Linked DNA regions of Ovis aries: region 1 is linked to region 2. Evidence: chromatin contacts called from public Hi-C data. All regions are on one chromosome and are shown on one strand. The core of a region is the stretch at or near the end of the contact, and the rest is flanking DNA. Distances in the headings are between cores, read along the strand shown. Region 1 overlaps NFASC (neurofascin). Region 2 holds the start of NFASC (neurofascin).

Region 1 (5,436 bases), core at 2,349-4,848, 130 kb before region 2:
CTCCTTTACCACTCTCCCCAGGCCATCTGTCCTCACCACTTCAGCCAAGAGGACCTGGCTATATGAGAAAGGCAAATCAGAGCCGTCCACCATGCTCGGCCCCTGGAATCTCCGCTCTGATAGGTTAATCAAGACCACAGAGGGATGAGGGAGGGGTGTGAAGGGAAGGACTCCCGAGTGACGCTCGGGCTTCCAGACTCTCAGCAGGCTCCGGGCTGTGATTCAGCACAGCCGCGGCCCTGAGAGATGGCCCAGCGGCTCCAGGTCCCAGGTTCCCAAGCATGAGCTCGCCCGGGTTGATCCTCTGGAGGAAAATCCGCTCTGAATCCAGAAGCCACTGCTTCTGCTGTCCCTGCCTTCTCTGAAGGGTCCTCACTCTCCCTGCCCCTCCCCGCCCCCCGACTCCTCTGCCCCCGTCAGCAGATTCCAAGCGGACAGGAGACTCACGGTCCATGGGAATCTCGATGGCCCTGCCGAGGCTGAGTGCGCAGAGGAGGATGGCTGTGTAGGCCCAGGGCGGCGGCTGCCCGGCCATCCTGAGCACCGGGCCTCGCACCCCGCACCCTGGCCTGCGAGGTCTCTCTGCCTCCAGTCGCTGGAACTGAGCCTCCCGGACGGAGTTCAGCTGCGGAAAGAAATATGATGCCAAGTGAGTGTTCCCTGAACTCCTGGTCCGCTCTAGAAATCCTACGGAGCCTTGAGGATTCAGGGACCCCTTGATTACAGACCTACATTCTAACACAGAGTTTTTTTTAACCTTGCACTATCGACTTTTGGGACCTGACAATTCTTTGTGTGGGGACCGTCTTGGGTATTGTAGGGTGCTGAGCAGCACCCCTGGTCTCTGCCCACTAGATGCCAGGATGCCCTACTCCTGCCCTCAACTGAAGACGTCTCCAGAATCGCCAACTGTCCCCTGGAGGGAGGGCAAACCACCCCTAGTTGAGAACCAGTTTTCCAGAAGGAAGGACAACTCTACATAGAATAGTTGTAAAAACAAATACTGGCTTGCAGGCCCAGCACCTGGAAGGCGCCACGCACTGTTAGTTGCTCGGTCGTGTCCGACTCTTTGCAACCCCATGGACTGTAGCCCGCCAGGGTCCCCCATCCATGGAATTCCCCAGGCAAGAATACTGGAGTGGGTTGCCATGCCCTCCTCCAGGGGGTCTTCCCGACCCAGGACTGAACTCAGGTCACCTGCATTACAGACAGATTCTTTACCGTCGGAGCCACCAGGGAAACCCCATGCACTGAACCTGTAGGAAACACACCTATCTCACAGCCTTTCTGACCCACATGTGATGAGGGGGCCTGAGGCTGAGTGTGTCTGGGTCAGCAGCATGGAGACAAGATCCCAACGCCAGCCCCTCACCTCATGTGTCCTTTGACCTGGAGTTGGGGGGAGCGAAGGAGGCAGCGGTGCGGGGCAGAAGTTGGGTAAGTGGAAACTTGGTGGCCCACAGGAGTTTGTAAATGAATGATTTCTGCAGATACTTTGTGCAGCTAACGATTTGGCAGTGGTCGCTGACGCTGTCCCTTTAGGGATAATGGCAGTGCGGACATGACAGCTCCGGACAGAAGGCTCCAGAGGGTTGGGAGGATGAGCAAGATTCATGACAGCATGATGCTCACACCCTCAAGCACAAGACATCATTCCAGGGCTGACGGGGTAAGGGCTAAACATGCCTGTCCAAGGAGCCTGCGGTGGTCCTGGAGAGACAAATCCCACCGCCTGGTCCTGAGACAGAGGAGCAAGAATGGCTCACAGCCGAGACTCAGATACCAACCTTTAAACTGCCTGAGGCTCTGAAACACGGAATCTTAAAAAGTGGTCCAGTTTGCTGCTCTGACTATCACGGGGCCAAACAAACCACAGAGGACAGCAGGAAGCAGTTTCCCCACGATTCCTCTGGCTTTTCTGGATGAGTAGCCACCTAGCAAATGGACACACTGCTTAAAACAATTTGGCAGCAATGTGAAGCCTTGCTATCACCCGTACACTCCTGCCAGCTCCCATATATCCTGACTGAGGGTATAGGGGATCCCTTGTGCCTGAATGTGGGCAAACCAACGGAAGCTGGGCCTGATGCCAGCCCCTCACCTCATGTGTGTTTCTGGACCCCTTTCCTTGTCTGCTGTCTCCCTTCCCACTGCTTCTTCCTTGGTGTTGCTATCACTGTTTACATCAGTTACTGCAACAGCTTCCTGAGTGGTCTCTCCCCACTTCTGCCCTTTCCCCTCTGACTCATTCTCCATCCATAACCAGAGCACTTACTCCTCAGAGGAAATCAGTTCAGTTCAGTTCAGCTCAGTTATGTCCGACTCTTTGCGACCCCATGGACTGCAGCACGCCAGGCCTCCCTGTCCATCACCAACTCCTGGAGTTTACTCAAACTCATGTCCATTGAGTTGGTGATGCCATCCAACTCTGTCGTCCCCTTTCCCCCCCCCGCCTTCAGTCTTTCCCAGCATCAGGGTCTTTTCCAGTGAGTCAGTTCCTCACGTCAGGTGGCCAAAGTATTGTAACTTCAGCTTCAGCATCAGTCCTTCCAATGAATATGCAGGACTGATCTCCCTTAGGATGGACTGGTTGGATCTCCTTGCAGTCCATGGGACTCTCAAGAATCTTCTCCAACACCACAGTTCAAAAGCATCAATTCTTCAGCGCTCAGCTTTCTTCATAGTTCAACTCTCACATCCATACATGACCACACGAAAAACCATAGCTTTGACTAGACGGACCTTTTGTTGGCAAAGTAATGTCTCTGCTTTTTAATATGCTGTCTAAGTTTGTCATGGCTTTTCTTCCAAGGAGCAAGCGTCTTTTAAGTTCATGGCTGCAGTCACCATCTGCAGTGATTTTGGGGCCCAAGAAAATAAAGTCTGACACTGTTTCCACTGTTTCCCCATCTACTTGCTATGAAGTGACGGGACCGGATGCCGTGATCTTAGTGCAAATGCAAATATAGATCGGTATCCCCTAGTCAACCTCACTACCTCACTGCTGCCCCAGAATTGAAGCTGAAGTCCGTGACTTGCCTGGAAGCCCTGTGTGATGCAGCCCCAACTGCAAGACCATTTCTTACCCTCCCCGTGCATTCTGAATCCCAGCCCACATGGGTAGATTCTAAAGCTCTACTGTGCTGACTTCTGCACAGACTGACTTCTGTCTAGAAGCCTTTCTGCGTCTGCCCGCTCTCATTAGGGTGTGCCAGGTACGACTGACATGCCCCCTTGTCTGTGCTCCTGGACACCACTCCCCTATTACAGCACTTGTCACTATGAATTCATTCCCAAAGTCACCCCTCTGTACACCCTGTAAAGAGGAAGGCACTGTAGGGAAGGTACCTCTTCTTGTTTATTCCTAGGGTATAGCATAATGCCTAAAACACAGCAGGCGCTCAGAACCATGTGAGAGATGGATGCAAAATGCGCAGAGGAATGCCTGAGCAAAACAAACCACTTGGTTCCCATGTTTTAGACCGCGTGTTTCCCCATGAAACCACCAGGCGGCGCAGGAGAGCACAGGCTTTGGACCCGGAACGGTGAGGGCGTTTAGTCCGTGGGGGAAAATCCCCTCCCTACACAGGTGCTGCTCTCCGGCTGGGAACCATTCAGCTGGGAGTGAGTTAAGGCAGAACAGCTCCAGACGGGAGACTTGGCTGGAAGGCCTCGCAGGAGGTTGCTGTTTCTTCCTCTTCTCTAAGATGACCCTTACAGTGTCTCAGAAAGAGGCTGCGATTGCCCCTCTGTGGTTCCTCACCTCCAAAGACGAGACTCAGGCTGTCCATCTGAAACCTTGGTGCTGAGGGGCCAGGCAGAGGCTCGGCACTCCTCCCAGGAGGACAGTGGGGATGACTCCAGTTTTGGCTCTGAGAGCACCACGTTTTGTTCAGGAGCCGCCAAGTGGGAGGAAGTGATGGGAAAGAGAAGGGTATCTTTTTCTGGGAATCTTGATGGAAACCGGAAGCCAGAAGCTATTCATTAACTAGATACACACTGGCAGGAAGAGAGGCCAATTATTTGCAGTGTCTTTAACCCACAATTTAAACAACACAGTAGGAAAAGAACAGAGAAATAATCTCATTTAGCTATTTGACAATTCTCTCTCCCTCTTCCCTTGGAATCCAGCTTTTCCGATAAAGTCTTTACAGAGGAAGATACTTTAAAGATTTGGCTTTATGGAATCGCCTTACTTCTCAGATGAGGACACAAGAGCCTAGAAAGGGGAGGTGATATCCTCAATTTCACCTCACACATGGCTTTGTGGCAAAACTAAGAACCCAGGTCTCCTGACTGGTAGCCCGGGGTTTTTCCATCAGATTTCCCTGTCTCTCCATATATATGACAATTACCGAGCAAAGCTGCAATTTAAAAAAGAAATGTATAGTTTGGCAGTATCTCAAAAATTAAACATAAAATTACCATCAGTTCAGCTCAGTCCAGTCGCTCAGTTGTGTCCAACTCTTTCCGACCCCATGAATCGCAGCACGCCAGGCCTCCCTGTCCATCACCAACTCCCGGAGTTCACTCAAACTCAACGTACATCAGAGTCGGACACAACTGAAGCGACTTAGCAGCAGCAGCAATGTCCATCAAGTCGGTGATGCCATCCAGCCATCTCATCCTCTGTCGTCCCCTACTCTTCCTGCCCCCAATCCCTCCCAGCATCAGAGTCTTTTCCAATGAGTCAGCTCTTCACATGAGGTGGCCAAACTACTGGAGCTTCAGCTTTAGCATCATTCCTTCCAAAGAACACCCAGAACCTATCTCCTTCAGAACGGACTGGTTGAATCTCTTTGCAGTCCAAGGAACTCTCAAGAGTCTTCTCCAACACCACAGTTCAAAAGCATCAATTCTTCGGCGCTCAGCCTTCTTCACAGTCCAACTCTCACATCCATACATGACCACAGGAAAACCATAGCCTTGACTAGACAGACCTTAGTCGGCAAAGTAATGTCTCTGCTTTTCAATATGCTATCTAGGTTGGTCATAACTTTCCTTCAAAGGAATAAGCGTCTTTTAATTTCATGGCTGCAGTCACCATCTGCAGTGATTTTGGAGCCCCCAAAAATAAAGTCTGACACTGTTTCCACTGTTTCCCCATCTATTTCCCATGAAGTGATGGGACCAGATGACATGATCTTCATTTTCTGAATGTTGAGCTTTAAGTCAACTTTTTCACTCTCCTCTTTCACTTTCATCAAGAGGCTTTTTAGCTCCTCTTAACTTTCTGCCATAAGGGTGGTGTCATCTGCATATCTGAGGTTATTGATATTTCTCCCGGCAATCTTGATTCCAGCTTGTGTTTCATCCAGCCCAGCGTTTCTCATGATGTACTCTGCATAGAAGTTACCATATGACCCCATATTTCTGCTCTTAAGTATATGCCCTAAAGAATTAAAATCAGGGACATGAACAAGCACACGCATGCTG
Region 2 (5,765 bases), core at 2,175-4,674:
TTAAGAAATGAGAATGGGAGAGTTGAGGAGCCTCAGTCTCGTCCCAGGGTTCCCCCATCAGGCTGAGGCAGCAGCGAGCAGGGTTCAGCTGCATGCAGAACACCACCTCTTCCCGGAGTCAGGGATCTGCTAATATCTTGCACCACCTTCTTCCTCACATTCAACCTCCAAGTCAGCCCTGGGCCCCATTTAGACAACACCAACCGAGCCCTCTTCCCAGCTGCGGTGGAGGGGGCTGATGCCGCTGGAGGGAAAGACGTCCCTCATCCCTGGCCCCATGTCCTCACTCAAGCTTATCTGTGCTATTTGTCTGATCGCTTGTCTCTCTTTCCCATCACACTGGCAGCTCTGAGAGACCCTGTTTTACTTTCCATCTCTATGATCCCAGCACCTAGCACACTGTAGGATTTAACTAGCATTTGTTGAATGAGAAAGTATGTAACCAGCCTTAAATTCCCCTTACTTCCTTCCCCTCCTCTTCTCCCAAGCCAAACAGACTGAAGACTGAACTTCTCTGCCCCTCTCTTTCTAGGTTCCTAGGAATCTCTTTTTCTAAAGACTAAGTGATGATCCTCACACCCCAGCTCTTGGATGATCTTAGAGAAGAGGGGCACCAGGGAAAGGGAACACACTGCAACAACTAAGTAACAGGAAGCTTGGAATCCTGTCTCTCCGTCACTGCAGAAACAGGACCATCTTCTGTGCCTCTGCCACCAGATATCCAAAGCAAGAACCCAACCCCCAAACACCGGCCACCTCCTCAACGTACCCCTGACCGATACAGCCTGACCCCATAAGCCCAGCCTGTCTCAACCCACAGAGAGCTGGCTTTCCATTCTGTGTGCCTCAATTTCTCCCTGCCATAGCCTCTGTGATATCAAACAAGGGATGAGAGATGAGATGCGCTGCACAGAACTAGGAGATATATACACAATTATCAGAATCCCCCACTAAACCTGAGCCCCAAGCAAGCATTTCAACATCAGTAACTTAATCCAATCAGCTCTCAAAGATGGCTCCAGGTGATACCTCCTCCCTGGAGCAGGAAAAGCTGTGAGCCCTGGGAATGCTGATGCCAGGGGAAGCCACCACCCCACCCCACTCATGCGGGGAGGAACGCGGAAGACTGACAAAGCAGAGGACAGCCAGTCCCCCAGCAGCACACTCGAACCCCCAGCCCCTTGCTGGACCCTGCCTGTGCCTGTCCATTCAGAGACGCTGCTCATGAGCTGAAGGAGTCCACTCTATTCTAAAGTTAGGGAGCCTTGCGGAGAAGGGGCAGGATCCACCAGCAATTTGCTCTCAACCTCCAATTTAAGACTTGGGATTTTTAGCTGAGGTCCCGAGGGCAGGAATTGGGCTGCCATTGCCTGGTTCGCGGTGCCAAACACAATTTCTGGGCTAAGTGTAACAGTCTCTTTCCTCATTTGTGTTATTCTTTCTCATTCTCTTTGCTCTCTCTCTTTCTATACACACGCACGTGCCTGTGCGCGCGCACACACAGACACACACACACACCTTCAGCTGAATCTAAACAGGGGAGGAAGAAATTACTCCCTCCGAAGTGCCAGTTCTATCAGGACAAAAAGCAGAATTATTAGAGGCAGAGCAGATCCCACCCCCATCTTCTTTAAATCTTCCTGCAATGCAAAGCCACCAAATCCAATCGCCCCCACACCGGCGGGGGGGGGGGGGGGGGGGCGGGTAGGGGCAGGCTCCTGTCCTCCTCTTCCCTCTGTTCCACCAGCCGGTGTGACCAGTCTCCAGGGTCTCTACACGTTTTCCCTGGGCCTCTCTTACTTATGGTTCAAGTTCAACGGGTTGTGAATCTGCTGGTCTCCAGCTCTAGACAAAAAATCTGCTTCCTGCCCACCTGGGTCTCCAAGCCCTGTGGTCTGCCCTTGCTGGAGACGTGATTAGGGCCCAGCAAGGGCTCATCCGAGTTCCAAGGGTAGATAATACACACCGGGCCCTCAGGCCAGGGAGACAGACAGACAGAAAAGGGACATCGTCATCCACTCCGTTGGGCTGAGGAAGGAGGGATCTCTGCCCAACACACACACACACCACTGCCAAATGCCAAGTAAGGAATGAGGCACAGAACCCAGCTCAGGGCAAGAGGGACTGCCATGGGGACCAGAGCCTAAGGTGATTCAGCACTCTGCCCACTCAGCCCAGCCCATGGGCTACACTCATGACAGCTCTCGATGCCAAAGTGCTGACTTGGAGACTGTGAAAGAATCCTTTCTAAAATCTGAAATCTTCCTGCCCTCCAGAGAGGCTCCTCATCCAGGCCTTTGCATCCCAGGGCTCAGACCAAGACCAGGAAGAGGCCGTGAAGCCATTCTTTGGATTCTGCTTCTCCTCCTTTCTAGTTTTCCTAAGCTTAGCACCTCCTCCCCCCACCCCCATCCCTCTAGGAAACAAACCTGAACAGCCACAGGCAGACAGTGGCTCAAGAGGAACATAAGAGAGGCCTAATAACACGCAGCATCTTTGCCCTTCCCCACCGCGGAGCCATGAATAGGATCAAACACGCAGAAAGGGGTATAAGTGGATTCTGCCACAGTGAGCACACAGGGCCTTCAGAGTCCTAGGCCTCCCCAAGCAGAGGAGGAGGGCCCAGGGGCAGGTGAGGGGGCTTGGGACAAGTCTGTGTGGCTACAAACAGCACCAGGAAGGGCAGGTGGGGAAAGTGATGGGGGGCTCGCCAGGTAACAGCCAAGGGGGAGAAGACGGCCTTCTGGAGAAGGTGGAGGCGGACACCAGGAGGCAGCTGGGAAGGGGCTGGGCCCCGGTGTGCAGAAGGGACGCGGTGGGGACAGAAACTGCGAGGGAGCTGATAGAGAGACGCACACGGAGGGACGGGGGCATGAATCGGGGGCCGGAGCAGTAAGGGCAGGAGGGAGGCGGGGGTGCGGGGAAGGGAAAACAGAAGGGACGGGGTCGCACAAAGTGGGGTGCGGTGGTAAACAGGTCAGGGGAGAGCTCGGGGTGCGGCGGGGACGGAAGGACAGGCGAAGAGACGGAGGGGAGGGAGGGGGAGGGGAGGCGGCCAAGGAGCAAAGGCGTGCGGGGGGCTGGGGCGGGGAGCCGGGTCGGGCAGGGTCCCGGTGCAGACTCGGGGCTCGGGCAGGTGACGACGCGGAGGGAGAGGTCGCGGCGTGGAAGGAGGGGATGGGCTTGGTTGAGAGATGGAGACAGGCAGAGAAGGGCGGGAGCAAGGGGACGGCGCTGGACGGGCCTCCACGACCCGGTTCCACCCGCAGCTCGTCTCCGGCTTCCGCGCGTGCCTACCTGCAAGGGCTGGGGCTCCGGCCCCGGGTGCAGCCGGCGCTGTCCGCCGCCCGCGCCGCCGCTTGCCTGTCGTCCCCCGCAGCGCCGCTCGCCGCCCGCCGCCGCATTAGGGCAGAGCGCGGCCCGTGCGCGCCCCGGCGGCCGCGCGCCCCCGATCGCCTGCGTGCGCGCGCCCGCGCCTCCCCGCGCGCGCCGGGACGGGGGAGGGGGAAGGGAGAGGAGGGGAGCGGCGGGGGAGGGGGAGGGGAGGGGGAGGGGAGGGGAGGGGAGGGGAGGGGAGGGGGGGGGAGGGGGGGGGGGGGGGGGGGGGGGGGGGGGGGGGAGGGGGAGGGGAGGGAGGGCCGGACGCGGGAGCGCGCGGGCCGGGACCCAGCAGGGCCTGGCGCGGCGCGGGCTAGAGGCTTGCGGGCCCCGCCCGCGCCGCCTTTCTCTTCGCACGGACCCCCGGCCTCTGCGCACCGGGGTTGGGGACGGTAGTGATCCGCTCCGGTTTCCGTTCGCCGAGCCAGACCTGCAGGAGGGAACACGCTGGCGGGCTATCCGGGACTATCGCGTTTGTCCTGTGCACGCCCCTCCACCATCAGACTGGGACTCCTTGGGGGGCTTGTTCCCAGGGAGACTTCTGGTAGACTCTCAGGAGCTTTTCTTTCCTGGAGAGCTGCTGAATCCCGAACTGGAGACGTGAGCAATGCTGTGACACCTGCTGATGGTGGAGTGGTCTTTTAAAAGCGGGAAATTTCATTTAAATGGGCTCAGGCCCTGCCCAGACTTGAGTTAAGGGGGAGGAAGCCCAGGACTGGGAGGCCAGACATCCAAAGTCTCCTTCTGACTCTGACTCTCTGACGTGGTGAGATACTTTTCTGTGGGCCTGTTTTCTCAACTGGACGACGAAGAGTTGATTAGATGACCCCTTCAGAACTAGGAGTCAAGGCTATGGTTTTTCCTGTGGTCATGTATGGATGTGAGAGTTGGACTGTGAAGAAAGCTGAGCGCCGAAGAATTGATGCTTTTGAACTGTGGTGTTGGAGAAGACTCTTGAGAGTCTCTTGGGCTGCAAGGGGATCCAACCAGTCCATTCTGAAGGAGATCAGCCCTGGGATTTCTTTGGAAGGAATGATGCTAAAGCTGACTTTGGCCACCTCATGCGAGGAGTTGACTCATTGGAAAAGACTTTGATGCTGGGAGGGATTGGGGGCAGGAGAAGAAGGGGATGACAGAGGATGAGATGGCTGGATGGCATCACCGACTCGATGGACATGAGTTTGAGTGAACTCCGGGAGTTGGTGATGGACATGGAGGCCTGGCATGCTGCTATTCATGGGGTCGCAAAGAGTCGGACAGGACTGAGCGACTGAACTGGACTGAACTCAGAACTAGGAACTGTGAGGCCCAGTGCAGGCTGAGTGAGACACGAGCTCATTGTCACCTGAGACCATGGAGAGATCTGGATTGGGGCATCACATAACCTTAGGCGGGAAGAGCACTTGGAAGAAGTTTCTAGTCTATCCGTCATCCCAAACCACAGTTCCCTTGGCAGTCCCCTCTGAGGTCCCATTTAAAGTCATGTTCAGGGAATTTCCCTGGTGGTCCAGTGGTTAAGACTCCCTGCTTCCAATGCAGGAGTCTGTGATTTGGAAACTAAGACCCCATGTACCATGTGGCAGTCAAAGAAGCCAAGGAAAAAAAAAAAGCACACTCAGCCCCCTTCCCTGTGCTCACACAGCCTCTGCCCTAGCACCACGATTGCTGAGCTGCACCCCAGCCTCTCTGTCCCCTCTCCAGCCTGTGGGCTCCGGAAGAGCAGGAATGCGTCTTGCTCCGCAAGCTGTTCCCAGCTGTAGCACACAGTAGGTGCTCAATCAATACTTGATCAAGGAATGAATGATGGCCAGTAATAGAGGAATCATCCAAATACCCAACAAAGTTAGGTGCTTTGAGACTTACAATTACAGCTATTAGGCAAAGTCTATACGATGGGAAAGGAAGGTGTTGATATGACAGGACCTGAAAGCATGGCTGCCTCTAGGTGTAAGGAACCCTGGGGAAAAGTTTTTGCAGGGTCCCTTATCTCTACAAACAATTTGACTTCATTCAACATCTAGTCTCAGCATCATTCTGGCAGCCCACTCTCACACAATCCTATGAACAGAACAGTGCATGCTCCTGGAGTGGGGCCTAACCACAAGGCCCTGGGATGACCCTGCAGCATCCAGGAGCCTCTTGGGGGGTCTGGTCAGCCCCACTGGCAGGTGAGGTAGAATGCTATAAATTTCTCTGAAGGGGAGAATCTGGACACTGGGGAGCCCCATCCAGAAGCATTACTGGCCCCAGTTGGTCCCAAGCACTAAGGAGAAACTTAGAAAAATTAGAGAAAGGTGCTTCAAAGCACCAGGGCCCTTAGGCCTGGACTCAGGGCAGGACCCCCTTACTCTCTCACTGGACGTGTCCAGCTGTGGCTGTCTCCATAG

Evidence for each region. Hi-C and Micro-C count contacts between places; a contact is called where the count stands out from the background.
Region 1: a Hi-C map of hypothalamus shows a contact between it and region 2, with 4 times the contacts expected there. The contact joins the enhancer-like site here to the promoter of NFASC in region 2. A contact is called at or near these places in 2 of 16 Hi-C or Micro-C datasets (hypothalamus and tail adipose tissue).

The regions. Positions count from the first base shown.
Region 1 is chr12:2,574,008-2,579,443 of ARS-UI_Ramb_v3.0, reverse strand. It overlaps NFASC (neurofascin), which reads right to left. Exons shown (of 26, transcript XM_060396009.1): 3 at 448-625. Among named protein-coding and RNA genes, the nearest start is that of TRNAC-GCA, 9.2 kb to the left of the region's middle. Within about 2 kb of position 3,598, at least 9 of the 54 cell types and tissues checked have an H3K27ac peak or open chromatin away from gene starts, as enhancers often do. A contact at or near this core is called in hypothalamus, where this site is marked.
Region 2 is chr12:2,448,389-2,454,153 of ARS-UI_Ramb_v3.0, reverse strand. It overlaps NFASC (neurofascin), which reads right to left and starts at 3,424. Exons shown (of 26, transcript XM_060396009.1): 1 at 3,298-3,424. The coding sequence starts at 3,404.